Regions from separate parts of the Mus musculus genome. Here region 1 is linked to region 2. A link is a contact called in public Hi-C data. All regions are on one chromosome and are shown on one strand. Each heading gives the region's core, a stretch centred on a gene start, on an enhancer-like site or on the middle of the called end of the contact. The rest is flanking DNA. Distances are from core to core; before and after follow the strand shown. Region 1 has its middle 190 kb from the start of Zfat. Region 2 overlaps St3gal1 (ST3 beta-galactoside alpha-2,3-sialyltransferase 1).

What was found. A called contact is a pair of places that touch in the nucleus more often than the background predicts.
Region 1: a contact with region 2 is called in a Hi-C map of bone marrow-derived macrophages, with 10 read pairs. The contact joins two enhancer-like sites. A contact is called at or near these places in 1 of 484 Hi-C or Micro-C datasets (bone marrow-derived macrophages) and 4 of 115 datasets of contacts at active chromatin or transcription factors (SST interneurons, VIP interneurons, cardiomyocytes and 1 more).

The regions. Positions count from the first base shown.
Region 1 is chr15:68,067,324-68,074,030 of GRCm38.p6, forward strand. No RefSeq gene overlaps it. Among named protein-coding and RNA genes, the nearest start is that of Zfat, 190 kb to the right of the region's middle. Within about 2 kb of position 4,023, at least 46 of the 459 cell types and tissues checked have an H3K27ac peak or open chromatin away from gene starts, as enhancers often do. A contact at or near this core is called in bone marrow-derived macrophages, where this site is marked.
Region 2 is chr15:67,152,483-67,158,556 of GRCm38.p6, forward strand. It overlaps St3gal1 (ST3 beta-galactoside alpha-2,3-sialyltransferase 1), which reads right to left. Exons shown (of 9, transcript NM_009177.4): 2 at 561-688. Among named protein-coding and RNA genes, the nearest start is that of Gm31400, 15 kb to the right of the region's middle. Within about 2 kb of position 2,204, at least 43 of the 459 cell types and tissues checked have an H3K27ac peak or open chromatin away from gene starts, as enhancers often do. A contact at or near this core is called in bone marrow-derived macrophages, where this site is marked.

The DNA of each region.
Region 1 (6,707 bases), core at 2,773-5,272, 920 kb after region 2:
CCCTAAGACAGTTACCTCCATGGTACCTGGGCAGTCTGATTGTTGGAAGAGGTTGTTTGTGATAATGAGCTCAAGCCTGGTCAACAGAACATCACCTTCACAGTAACTGGTTGAGCATAATTAAACAGAAAGATAAGCCAGTCAAGAGTCTTCCAGAAAGATTTTCTTCACTGATAAAAAAGTTGTCAGTTAGTAAGAACTTCCTTTTCTTTCTACTGGGCATGATGGATGCTTGGATCTGGGTGTCCTGTCAAGGCCATGACTAGCTAGCTAAGTGATCAAAAGAACAAAGGACAAAATAAAAGAACCAAATGAACTGACACTGGGCCACTCTAGGTCCAGGCTTCTTTCCTTATACGAGAAAAGAATGGTCTCTTTTCTACAGTAGATTTTGCACCCTGTCTTTTGCAACCCCTATTTTTTTTCAGAGCTATCCCTGCCAATATACAACTTATTCCCAACCTAAGTTGTCTCCATCAGGAAGCAGACCAATGATGGTGCTGGATAAGATTGGAGACGGAACCAGAGCAGAAAGGGGGCTTATACCGGAGTTATGGGGCCCCTACAAAGGATGCAGGAGAGGATAGGAGGGGGAGAATTCCATACATAGACATGCGGCTGGGGAAGACATCATCACCAGTGTCAGGATAGCAATAGGTAGGATACAAATGGGATTATCAACAAAGAGAATTTAGGGCATGGGGAAACCCCAAGAAAGTGCGATGGATGGAGACTGGCAACAGAATGTATAATTACTACTTTAAAACCCAGCAAAGCTAAGGAAATCTTGATTGGTGGCCTTGAGAGTCTTCTAGCCTGGGAAGACATAAGGTAGAATCAACTCATACCAGATGAGAGGGTACCGCAGACCAAGAAAGGTTTCACCCAAGTCCAGCCTAATGAACCAATGAAGTTTGGGGAGGATTACTTATGGCAGCATGAGTTACTCAAAGGCAGCTATATCTCAGAGATTCCCTTGGGCAAGCTCATCACGTGCCACCACATGCTATAAGCCGCCATGTGGCACCACAAGCACAGGGCGCTGCTGTACCCTGCAGGAAACACTCTGAGGGCTATAGGTTCCTGGGTTCAGTTCAAGTTCTTACTCATTTTGGGGAAGTCAAGCATCAGGAACCTGAAGGGCTAGAACCAGTCAGAACTGCATTGTCTAATATTTCATAATCTTCCAGTCAATTCCATCAGCCCAATTGTATGTCACAATCACCGATGAGGCCAGATCCCTTTGTCCAATTTCAGAAAAGAAAATATGATCCCAAACTAACAATGCTAAGTTACTTCAAGTTTTCATGTTGTACCAGGCTTTTGGCACATACAGCACACTTTTTTTTTTAATTTTTAAAAAAGATTTATTTTTATTTATATGAATAAATGTTCTGCCTCCATTTATTCATATAAATAAAAATGTGGGTTCTACACATGTCTGGTGTCCTCAGAGGCTGGAAAAGGGTGTTAAATCTGGGACAGATTTACAGACAGCTGTGAACCATCACTTTGGTGCTAGGGATGAAAAATGAGTCCTTTGGAAGAGCAGCTAGTGCTCTTACCCACTGTGCATTTATCCAGTCCCCAACTTTTTAAAATACTTGCCACTTATAATGGTCTTTATTCTCAATTCTCTGGCCTGTCATTCTTTCACTTGGATTTTCTAGCTCAAAAAGTGAATTTCTTCAGGTCTTCCTTTAATGGACACTTCATGTTTACAACCACCTTGAAATTTTCTGGAAGCTCACAGGAGTGGACATGAGCAGCAAACCAGTATGCAATGGTCAAGACCATATGCCTGAAAGGAAGGGACATTTCAGAGACCTTCCAGGGATGGGTGAGTGGAAGGTTACTTCCTGAGCCCAGGGTAGCCAGCTACAGAACTCATGTTCTTGCTACACTGTAGTTACAGCACCTGGGACTCAGTCCTGTGTTCTCAGATCCTAGGAAATGTGACTGCTCTCCATGCATCCTGGGAAAAGAATCTGACCAAAAGAAATGTATAGTGTAGAGGAAGAGGCACAGGGAAGCCCATCCCTCTGGTCAGCAGTTATGGAAGAATGTCAGAGTGTATGTGGAGCTAGGCAGGAGTCAGAGAACAGAGTCCTCTTCCTCATCCCCATGAATGCCATGGTTCATAACGGGAACTGGAAAAAATCTAAAGAGTCATGGGAAAGGCTCAGAACAAGGAGACAAGTGGTCACCTGTTGTGGTAAATCTCCAACTCCAATAAGCCCATGCAAAGAACACACAACTCAGCTATATTCATAAACATCATGCCTAGATTGGGCAGATACACCACTATACTACTTTATTCCCCAGCTATGAGCTCCCTGGCTACTTGTGGCTCCTCCAGACCACGTGGTTCTGCTCCATTTTTCTTCTACCTCCTCTTCCTCCATCTCTTCTGTCTCCTCATCTCCCCTTCTCCATTCCTCTCTTGCCTCTCTTAAACCTCCAGCCTTACCTTTCCCTTCCACTGCCCAACCACAGGCTCTAGCCTTTATTGGACCAGTTTAAATGGGGAGAAGGTTCACATAAAATCACCCGAGTATGTGGTCCCCTCCTTATGGGGCAGTCCCTCTTAAGGAAGTAGAATTAGCATAAAATACAAATTGCACCAGGGCAATCCACAACAGTTACCTCTCCAAGAGGAGCTCAGTGCCTTGAACCATATCACTAACCTCATCAAACTAGGACAGGTATCTGCTATCAGCACTCTACACAGGTCCCCACCTGCCTCGCCATCACTGGTCATAAAGACACACACTGGAGGCTGCTGAGAAAGGAGTGCAGAAGGAGAGAAGTCTGAATATCACAGGTGCTACATTGAAGGGGCAGAATAAACTGTAAAGAGATAAATCTGAGCCACAAGAAGCAGGATAATCTGTTAACTGACAACCTCAGAACCCCAAAGCCATTCACACAAGTATGGTATGGGGTAGAGAGCTTAGAAGTCATCATGGGCACACTCCCTAATATATCTAATTCTAGTTTCATTTGTCTGCCTCTGATGATATCTCAGTAGCTAAGTGCTCTCCTGGATTCCACTAAAAAAGCCACGAAGTAAGAATTAGGGCTAAGCTCCCGCAGAGTCTAAGACTTGGTTCCCTCTGGGTACAGAGTCTCTGCAGCTGAGAAAGGAGCACCCCTGTTAGGAAGGTAAGCTCTATTAGGTGGGGAGCCATTTGATCCAGCAAAGTTTTATCAATAAAGGTGGGGTTCTGAAAAGAAGAGATAAAGAAAATGGAGCTGTAAGTGGAGAGAACCTGGAGGTCAGAGAAGCTAAACCGCCTGGGAACTGGAGCATCAGGAAGGTATCAATGTACTGAAGACAAAGAAAGAAAGGCAGGTATGTATGAGACCCAACCTTAAATGGGAACTTCAGTTTCTGATTATCCATCCACAAGGATGTCCCTATATACTCATGAGAAGTTACAATAATGTTTATCAGCAGAACAGACTATTCCTTCCATTTTGTGTTGATTTGGCTGGGTGGGGGGTGTTTGAAATAAACAAAAGGCATCCTGTTCTCTCTTTCCCTTCCATTTTACCAACAACACATTATATCAAGAGATCGGAGTTGTGAATATTATTCCTTGCACAGAAAGAGTGAGAGTAAAGGCTATATCACCAGCTCTGGAAAATTTTAATGCCAAGCAGCTTCACGTACCAGGGACCTGCAAGAGTAAGGCACACCAGAGCAAAAGGGCAAAGATTGTCCTTCAGGCATTGAGAATAACTGGACATAAGAGACATAGACCAAAAAAAAAAAATGATGCCACTGGAAAGGAAGCTATCCCATCCCATTGGAGTGCCTCTGGCAGCTAAGAACACAACATGGGCAGTTCATGTTTTATCCCTGGAGATGATTAAGAGGAAATGCGAGTCATCTTGGTGTTCTCCCCATCCTCAGCCGAATGGAGCTTTTATTATCACAGTGCAAAGAAGAGTCAGGAGCTGAATGGTGCTGAACTCCATGGCTGGGCTCCATGTGTGTTTCATAGCCATTCATTAATATTCATGTTGTGACTAAATGACCCCGTTCAGCATCCTCCCACACTCCCTGCTTCCAGCACTTGGTCCCTACTGTGACCCCCTTGGAGGGGTGCCCGCCTGTCCTTCTCTCTGCCTGGAACCAAAAGTGCCTGCCTATCTCATCACACAGCGCCTGACATGCTCATGTCAGACACTGACACCCTACATCAAGCCTTTCCTTCCACCCATCCAAAATCAAATAAGTTACAATGTGGCCATTTATCCTCCCTCCCATTGTCTCCGCAGGCTGGCCCTGCCGCGGGGGAGGAAGGACAGATGGAGTCATCCCCTGGGATACAGAGAGATTACCTCCTGCACTGCACACAGCAATCTTGTCTTCTCCGTAAGCTAGCTTTCAGCAAAGCCTGTGCACTCTGAAGTGCAGTGTGTGGTGAGGACAATGGATGCATATTATTCCATTTTTCCAATCCCCATTCTGAGGACTATTTGTCCCAGTAAACTCTGGGCAGACTTCCCATCCTTTGGCTGAAAAGAGGTACACGACATATACCCTGCCGCTGTTGTGTTCTTCTCAAATTGAAACGGGCACTCTGGAATGGTGGTGGTTATGTGGTCCCCATGGGGAAGACTGCAGAGACCTGGTCTGTGGCTCCAGTGTCCAGTGATGCAGCCAAAGGGCAGCCTCTCTTTCTCTGTGATCATTCCATGGCAGGACTTAAAACTCAGAGTAGCACACAACTTATAAAGCTCAGGCTATGGGGTAGAAAGACAGGTGAGCTATTGATGAAGTCTTGAGGAGTCAGGGAATACAGTGGACATCACATATCAGACCAGGTCTCATACATTACGTTAGTGCCTTCATCTCTTCTCCATGTACCTAACAGATACATGTGAAACAGTATTCTAGGTGCTGTGCTGCTATGCAGCTGAGTAGTGAGCAAAGCAGAACCTTCTTGGTCCACACATTCTGGTCAGGGGCCAGTCATGCTATAGAGAGACAGGTGAAAAATAAAGGCAGAGATGAAGGCTGATGGAGATAGAGTCAGAGGTGGGTGGGCAGCATTGCCGTTTTGCTACAGGATAATCAGGGATAGCTGTGGTCAAAGAGCATCCCTAGGAACAAGACAACTTCAGGATTCTGTGCTCCTCAGGAAGGGGGAGCCATGGGACAATGGTGAGTAGAGAAGCCATCTGACCTAGTTGGGCTTTCACGGGCCCCATTGTCCGCACAAAGGACAAGGCAAAAACAGGAAAGCCTGCCAGCTAAGGAAATAGCAAGGGAATGTTGGCCTTGGGCCTGGCTGGCAGCTGTGAAGATGTACTGCAGGGTTGGGGAAGGGCTGGAGTGCTGGAGACCACGGACTGTCCCTTGGACAGAGGTACATTCACCTCTTATATTCTGGAAGCCTAGGACCCCAGCTTACCACCTGTGGCTCATTCCCACTGAAGAAGTAAGGAGAATGCTTGGTCCTGTGATGGTGACAAGCTTGGGCATAGATGAGATGCTATTTCACTCTTCCTGAAGAAGAGTGTGAAGAGGAAAGGGATATTAAACCTTTCTGTCCGAGCTTGCTGTGGGCAGCTCTCAGCCAGCCCTGAAGCACGACACTCTACAGGGTCCCACCTTGACTTTGTGAGCAGCACTGACATTTTCTTTCCCAGCCAGGACACAAAGCCATGTCAAATCACTTCAGTGGCTGGGGTCACAGCTCCAGAGCCTTGGCAGTAGTGAAGGAACACCCATGGCAGGGCTGCTCAACCCCTAACCACTTCCTTTCCCACATAAAAAATAATAATTCTAATCTCCTCTTGGCCTTGTGTAGGAGGGCCTGTCCACAATCGGCCTGCAGCCTCAACTTCTCCAGCAGAACCCTCAGTTCCTCTCCTCCTCCTCTTCTGGTTTGTTCCTTCTTCCTTCTCCGGGTTGAATCTTGAGCAGAAGTGACTCAAAAAAAACGTCATATGGATAAGTAAACCGACTCAGGGACTGTTTATACTTAAACACATTGAAAATAAACTCACCCAACATACAAAGGATAGAACTCTTGAGAACTTTGTGTGTCCTTCTTTATATTTTTTTTTCTGTATTTTCTGAGAAATTTCCAGCAGAAAGGACCTTGCCGTGGGCTGCTGGGGTGACAAGTTCAGATGGACGACAGATCCCACGCCAGGACACTGGGCAGTGGGAACAACAGCTCTCCCACCAAGCCATGCCACTCCCAGAAGTCACAGGGAACCGAGCATTCATGAGGGATAATTAGAACATAATCCAGCGTTGCGGGGCGAATTAAAATGTGTTCCAATCTTCAAAGTGTGCAGATCTCAGGGTTCTGCATTTGGAACGTTTCAAAGCTTCCTGGAATCTATCTTCATTTGGTGCCCAAGCTCTGGAGAAAGATGATAAACAGGCCTGCAGTGAGACAGCCAATTAACAAGCCAGGGTTTATAGAAAAACCAGGCAGGATTCTTTGCTTCCGTGCAGGTGGCACACTGACTGGAATATGTGGGTATGTGGTGTGTGTTTGGTATGAAATGGGATGTATGTATACATTTTGTGTGCAGTGTGGTCTATGTGCACAGTGTGGTATGTGTCCTGTGAGAGAAGTGCATTGGTTTTGTGTATGTGGTTATCTACTTTGTATGTATATGGTGTTTTACTATGGTATTCAAGCATGACGTGGAAACTGCCCTCTTGAAATCAGAGC
Region 2 (6,074 bases), core at 954-3,453:
CGTCAAGGCACGCTGCTGGACGATGACTGTAGACAACAGCCAGCCCATCTTCAGATCTAGATGTGTAAGACGCAAAGCAAGCGAGTCTCATCAGGCTTGTCCTCAGAGGCCGCATGTAACACTTGGCCTACAGAGCAGCAATGTCAGGCTGGGTCGTACTTGTACTGACAATCACGTGTCATGGGGAAGAACTTTCACAATTCAGATGTCTCTTCTCAATATCCAGGAGAACTGCAAAGTTCTCTATCACAAGCCTGCTCTGAACTTCACAGGGAGAATGGTTCCCCTCTGAGGAAGCTGCTCCACCAGGCAGCCAGGAAGGCCACGCTACAAAGAGTCTAAGAAAACAGGGCGACACCCCCTGGCTTTGCTACTCAACCCACAGAAGAGTCTGGAAAACAGCACATGTCTCATCCCCTGTGAGATCCCTGAACATAATTCCAAAGGATGGAAAGAACAGCGTATTTTTCTCACCCATCAATGCAACCCACAGCACAGCCTTGTGGGAGAGTCTGGAAAAGCTAGCACATCTTCCTCAGACAGGAAAAACAGCCACTTACCTCAGGAAGCCGAGCCACTGTCTGCCCCTGGCTCACAGATACAACTGCCCGGCCCCACAGCTCTGGCTCACAGATCCAACAGGTGCCAGTTGCTCTTTGATGGCATTGCTAGCTCAGCAGAGTCAAACCTGAAAATGGAGAACACAGAGAAAGTACAAGTTAGTTTGGGCCTTTTTGAGATTCTGAAGACAGTGACAAAGAATCCACCTACTGTCCAGCCCACCAAAACCTTCAGACTGCGCAGGGAGTTCCAACAGCGCCACTGTCCCATATAGGGACAGAATCCCAACCAACTATAACTCCTGCTTGCAAGCAGTGAGAGTCAGACAACTGCCCGGAAAATGCAGGGTGATGGGGCACAGGGCGTAAGGGACACTTGGAAGAATGGAGGTAAAAGGGACCAAGTCATTCTGAGAGAAGGGTGTGGAAGGAAGGAGGTAAGAGCTGTTAACCACAACTACCCATCAGACGTCTCTTTTATAAAAGCAAAAGTCTTGAGGGAAGTGTTCCCAAAAGCCAGAAAAAGAATGCCAGCCTGAAAATTTCAGAGGATTATTGGGTAGTGAGCAACGGTGGAGAGTCAATGATCTCTTTTGGCCAGTCCTCAGCTCCGCACTGTCTTCATGACGTCACCAAGGTCATAGTCCTCAAATTGTGGATTTGAAGAGCATGCAAATTAATATAGCACAAGAAGAGCAGTAGAGAACAGGAAACGGCTTGCACTGTCCCACCAGGACCATCGCTGCAGAGGGGATTCCAATTTCCCTGTACTATCTGTGTGCAAAGTGGTTCTGCTGTTCCTCACAGGTAGAGTCCAGTTCTTCACCTTTCAATCCTGAGATTGACTTTGCAGTAGTGAAACAGCAGATGGAGCACAACGGCTCAAACTCAGACAACAGCAGGTATTGGGTGTAGCTTAGCAGCAGAGCACATATTTCTAGCATTCACTAGGTCTCAGTTCCACCTCTAGGATTACACACACCCCAAACAGTACTCATGGAACAAATCTACTTCCTCATCACTACAGAGACTGATACCACAGTCACTGGCTTTTACAGCCCTATGGAAGATGCAAACATCACACACAGAGAGAGGGCTAGCTCCCTGGCTAGCCTAGGTAAGCACCAGATCTGCTTGTGTGACAATCCTACAGGACAAGTCCCAGCTAAACTAAGTAGATCGGAAGTATGCAGCTGCCCAGAGTCACGAAGATGAGAACGGTGGCCTGGATCAGGCCCTGGGGTCTGAAATATGCATCTTGCAGGGAAGGACTGCCAACTAACAAACTCACCCTGGTACCTCTCCATAGCGGTCTATGGCAAATTAGGAAGGAAGCTGGCCTATGGATGATACTCGGTTGGCAAGAGGGGGAAGGAGTTCAAGAGTTGTTCAGGTGAAGAATTGGCAGAGATCAACAGAAGCCAGCTTTGTCCAAAGGCTTAGGTCTGGCTTGGAAACCACACATGGTGTTGACTATAAACTGTCTGTTAGGAGCTGCTGATGGGACAGGATGTTTACAGGGAAGATCCATGGAAGGGGCATAAACAGAAGGACTAAGATTCTCAGTACTGGGGTGTGGTACTGAGGTGGGGGTGGTAAAGATCCTTTCCTTCCAGCACTATCTGAAGTGAGCTGCAGGGGAGAGGGCACCGTTCCCAGCATTCTTTCCTCTCTGACTATCACCACCTCCACTGAAGAAGTCTCGCCTCTCATCAACAGCTGTAGCAAGCCTTGACTACCACTAATAGCTGAGAGGACCTTGCTTACCAGCAACAACTGGAGGGGGTCTTTCCTCTCAGTCACAGCTGGAGGGGGCCTTTACTCTTCCCAACCACTGGAGGCTCTTGCTTCTTGACAGCTAGAGGAGGCCTTTATGTTCTTTCCATAAAGGCTGGAGGGAAATTGCTTTTTAGCAACTGATGGAGGAAGCACTGACTCTCTCAGCAGCAGCTAGAATTGGCCTTGCTGACCTTAAGACCTTAACCTGACCTCCACACTTCAATGGTTGGCATGACCCCTCCTCCCTGATTTCTACTCACTCATCTCTCATCCCAGTACCAAGAGCACTTCCCAAGACCCTGCTGCTGACCCTCAGATGGGAAAGACATTGCCACTGTAGTCCTGGCATCTGTACTTTCACAAAATACTTTCCTGCTTTGCTAACCAGAGCCCCTAATCCTAATGTGGCATATGAAGAAAATTACAACCTCTTTTCCCTCCCTTTTTGTTTTCTCCTCCTCTTCTTCTTCTTCTTCTTCCTCCTCCTCCTCCTCCTCCTTCGTTTTGGTACTGTTAGGGATTACGTTCTGGCATACAAGCTGGGCTAAAGGCCTTACCCTGGGGTCCCCACAGTTTCCCTTGCTTCACCCACTTTTTGTCTATTCACTCTTTGATGCAGCACATTTGTTAAACTCCAGACCCCTCCCTCCCTGCGTTTTGTTTTGTCACTGCTCTCCCTAGAATGAGCCCCTTGGTGGAGGAGGGGCTACACTTGGCCAGCTGGGTTTCCCAACCTACCCTTGTTACCTATTGTACAATACTGCATTTTATAGACACTACTGAGGAGGCACTAGACGATTGTTTAATGAATGAATGATCTAGAGATGAAGCTCTGAGTATCAATGGGAGTAGGCTCCTAATTAGTAGAAGCCTGTACTTGAGTTTGGGTTTTATGAAAGTTACATCTTACTGAATAGTTGAAAACCATCATGATAGAAAGGACTACACACACATATATACATCCCTAGAGATATGTTGATTGCTCTATTTCCTAAGGCATAAGGGGGAGGAAACTGAGGATTACTTTAACATGGAATCCTGCTCCCCATTGAGTTTCAGTCTATATTTTGGCACTGTAAGCACCAAGTAAGAACCAGAGATCTCCCTGTTAGCAATGTAACCAACCCTGAACCAATTCCTTCCTTGGTCTGGACATGCCTGGTTTGAATCCAAAGTATTTCCTGAAGGCTTATAGGTCAAAGGTGCTGTTGTCAGCTGAAGAGCCTCAAGGGAATTGAACCGATCTCAAGGGCCCTGACTTTATCCGTGAATACATCTACTGATGGGTTTCTAATTCGATAGCCTTACTGGGAAACGATGGAAAGTGGGGTCACGGGGCTCTGGTCGGAGGAAGGAAGTCACTGGCGGCTGTATCTTTCTCTTTCCTTTCCACCGTCTCCATCAGTTTCCTGGTAGCTTTGAGCGGACTGAACTCCTTTGTCCCATGATCCCACAGGTTCTGCTCCACCACAGGCCCACTGCCATACAATCAAGCCACAATGGATGGAAAGCTCAGAAATTAGACCAAGCTAACCCTCTCCACTCATATGGTTCTTCTCAGACATTCCCTCAGAGTGGTGAGAAACAAAAAACATCTCTCTGCATGGCATCTGCACTCAGCTGGCCTACTGCAGCTTCAGCTGCTCAATTTTGAAGTCATGGCACTGACCTCTCAAACACAGAGAAAATCCACTGCTGGTGCCAAGAACAGCCAGTTCATTACTTCCCATACCTTGCATAATTTTTAAAAAATACACGGCCCTGAAAACCTTTTGCTGAAAGACCACCTTGCAGCTCTGTTCCCATCAAGTCCTGAGGCCCTGCCTCTTTTTGTCCAGGCTGGTGCTTCCCCAGGGGCTTCCAACATGGATGGAAACTAAACCCTCAGTGGGAAGCTACTGGGTTCCAACCAGGATACCACGGAAACGCCATGGTAGGTGTTCAGACACTCCAAACACAAATTTTAGACTAAAGAAAGCCAGCAGTAATAGTTATTCTCTGTGAGGCCAGGAACAATTTCCTGAGACCACAAACAGGAAATCTAAGCTCCAAGTGATGGCTCCTTTAAGGGTTAAGAGTGGTCCCTCCATTACCCTGCTGGTCCACTGGGTTTATGGAGTGAGTGTAGATGCCAGGCTGTGTCAATTTGTTTCAGGAAACTCACCTGTTCATGCTGTCCATCCCCCAGGGAGCATGAGTACTGTATTAGTCAGCATTCTCTAGAGTCACAGAACTTATGGATAGTCTCTATATAGTAAAGGACTTTATTGATGACTTACAGTCTGCAGTCCAACTCCCAACAATGGTCAGTAGCAGCTGTGAATGGAAGTCCAAGGACCTAGCAGTTGCTCAGTCCCAAAGGCAAGCAGGTGAAGGAGAGAGAGCCTTCCATCTTTCAATGTCCTTGTGTAGTCTCCAGCAGAAGGTATAGCCCAGATTAAAGGTGTGTGCTTGAATTTGGAGGTCTCCCTTTCTTAATCTTCTAGAATCCATAGCCACTATGTCTCAAGATTTCCATACCAAGCTCCAGGTCAGAAACTCTATCTCCCAGCCTCCAGATTAGGGTCACTGGTGAGCCTTCCAATTCTGGATTGTAGTTCATTCCAGATATAGTCAAGTTGACAACCAGGAATAGCCACTACAAGTACAACCTATACCCTCAGTGGGAAGGTACTGGGTTCCAACCAGGATACTCAGAGACAAGAAAACCAACTATCTGGAGCATGGATTAAGACAAATTCTAGCTAAACAAATGACGGTTATGCTCCTCTGTGTTCTTATTTCCCCTGCTCTGGATCACAAGTGATTTTTCCTTTGACCCTATTAGCTCATCCACCGTTCACAGCTCCGAGAGCCATCAGACATGCTTTCCCACTGCACAGTACTATACAGTAAATCTCACAAGAGACTGTTCTCCAATTTTGTTCCCTCTCAGGTTAGGGCAGTGAACAAGAAATAAAACGCAACATCATTCCTGGAGAGACAGAGCCACTTTGCTTAATAAATCAGAGCTTTTCTCCTTTAAGCAGAAAATGATTGTCTGAATGTTGATTGTCCCACCACTATCTCTGCATTTATAAATTACAGGACTCTTTCTTCACTCAGGGGCCCATGGGCATGTCATGCTCTGACACAGCATGGATGTGACATGGCATGGTATGCCACAGGGAAGGGCAGTCCAGTCAACTGTGTGATTTCACAAAAGTAGCTTTTCTCAAAGATACTCATGGACACGATGCAAAATGTGTCTGCCTCAGTACTGCTGGGCTGGGTTGGGGAGTAGAATGAGTTACCAAGACTGTGGAGGCTGAGACCATGGCACAGAGAGCAAAATGCTTTCTGTACAAGCCTCAAGACCCAAATTCGGAGCCTCAGAACCCATATAAAATCCAGGCACCATAGTGTGTGCCTATAACCCAAGTGCTCCAAAGAGACAGGTGGGTTTGGAGGACTTGTTGGCCAGCGGGCCTAATTGAAACAGGGAGTTGCAGCTTCAGTGTGTGACTCTGTCTCCCAAATTAGGGAGTAGATGGATTAGGGAAGACCCAAGATCAACCTCAGGCCGCTACACACACGCACGCACTTGAATGTGCAAACAAAATTAAAAAAAAAATTAAAGAATAAAAAAAGTTATAAAAGAACATGAAATCATTTTGGTACAACTAAAGAAAGCAGCTGTAAGAATTGCAGGTTGTATCTTTAAGTGCTGACTGGCACTATTAAACTGTTCTTGTG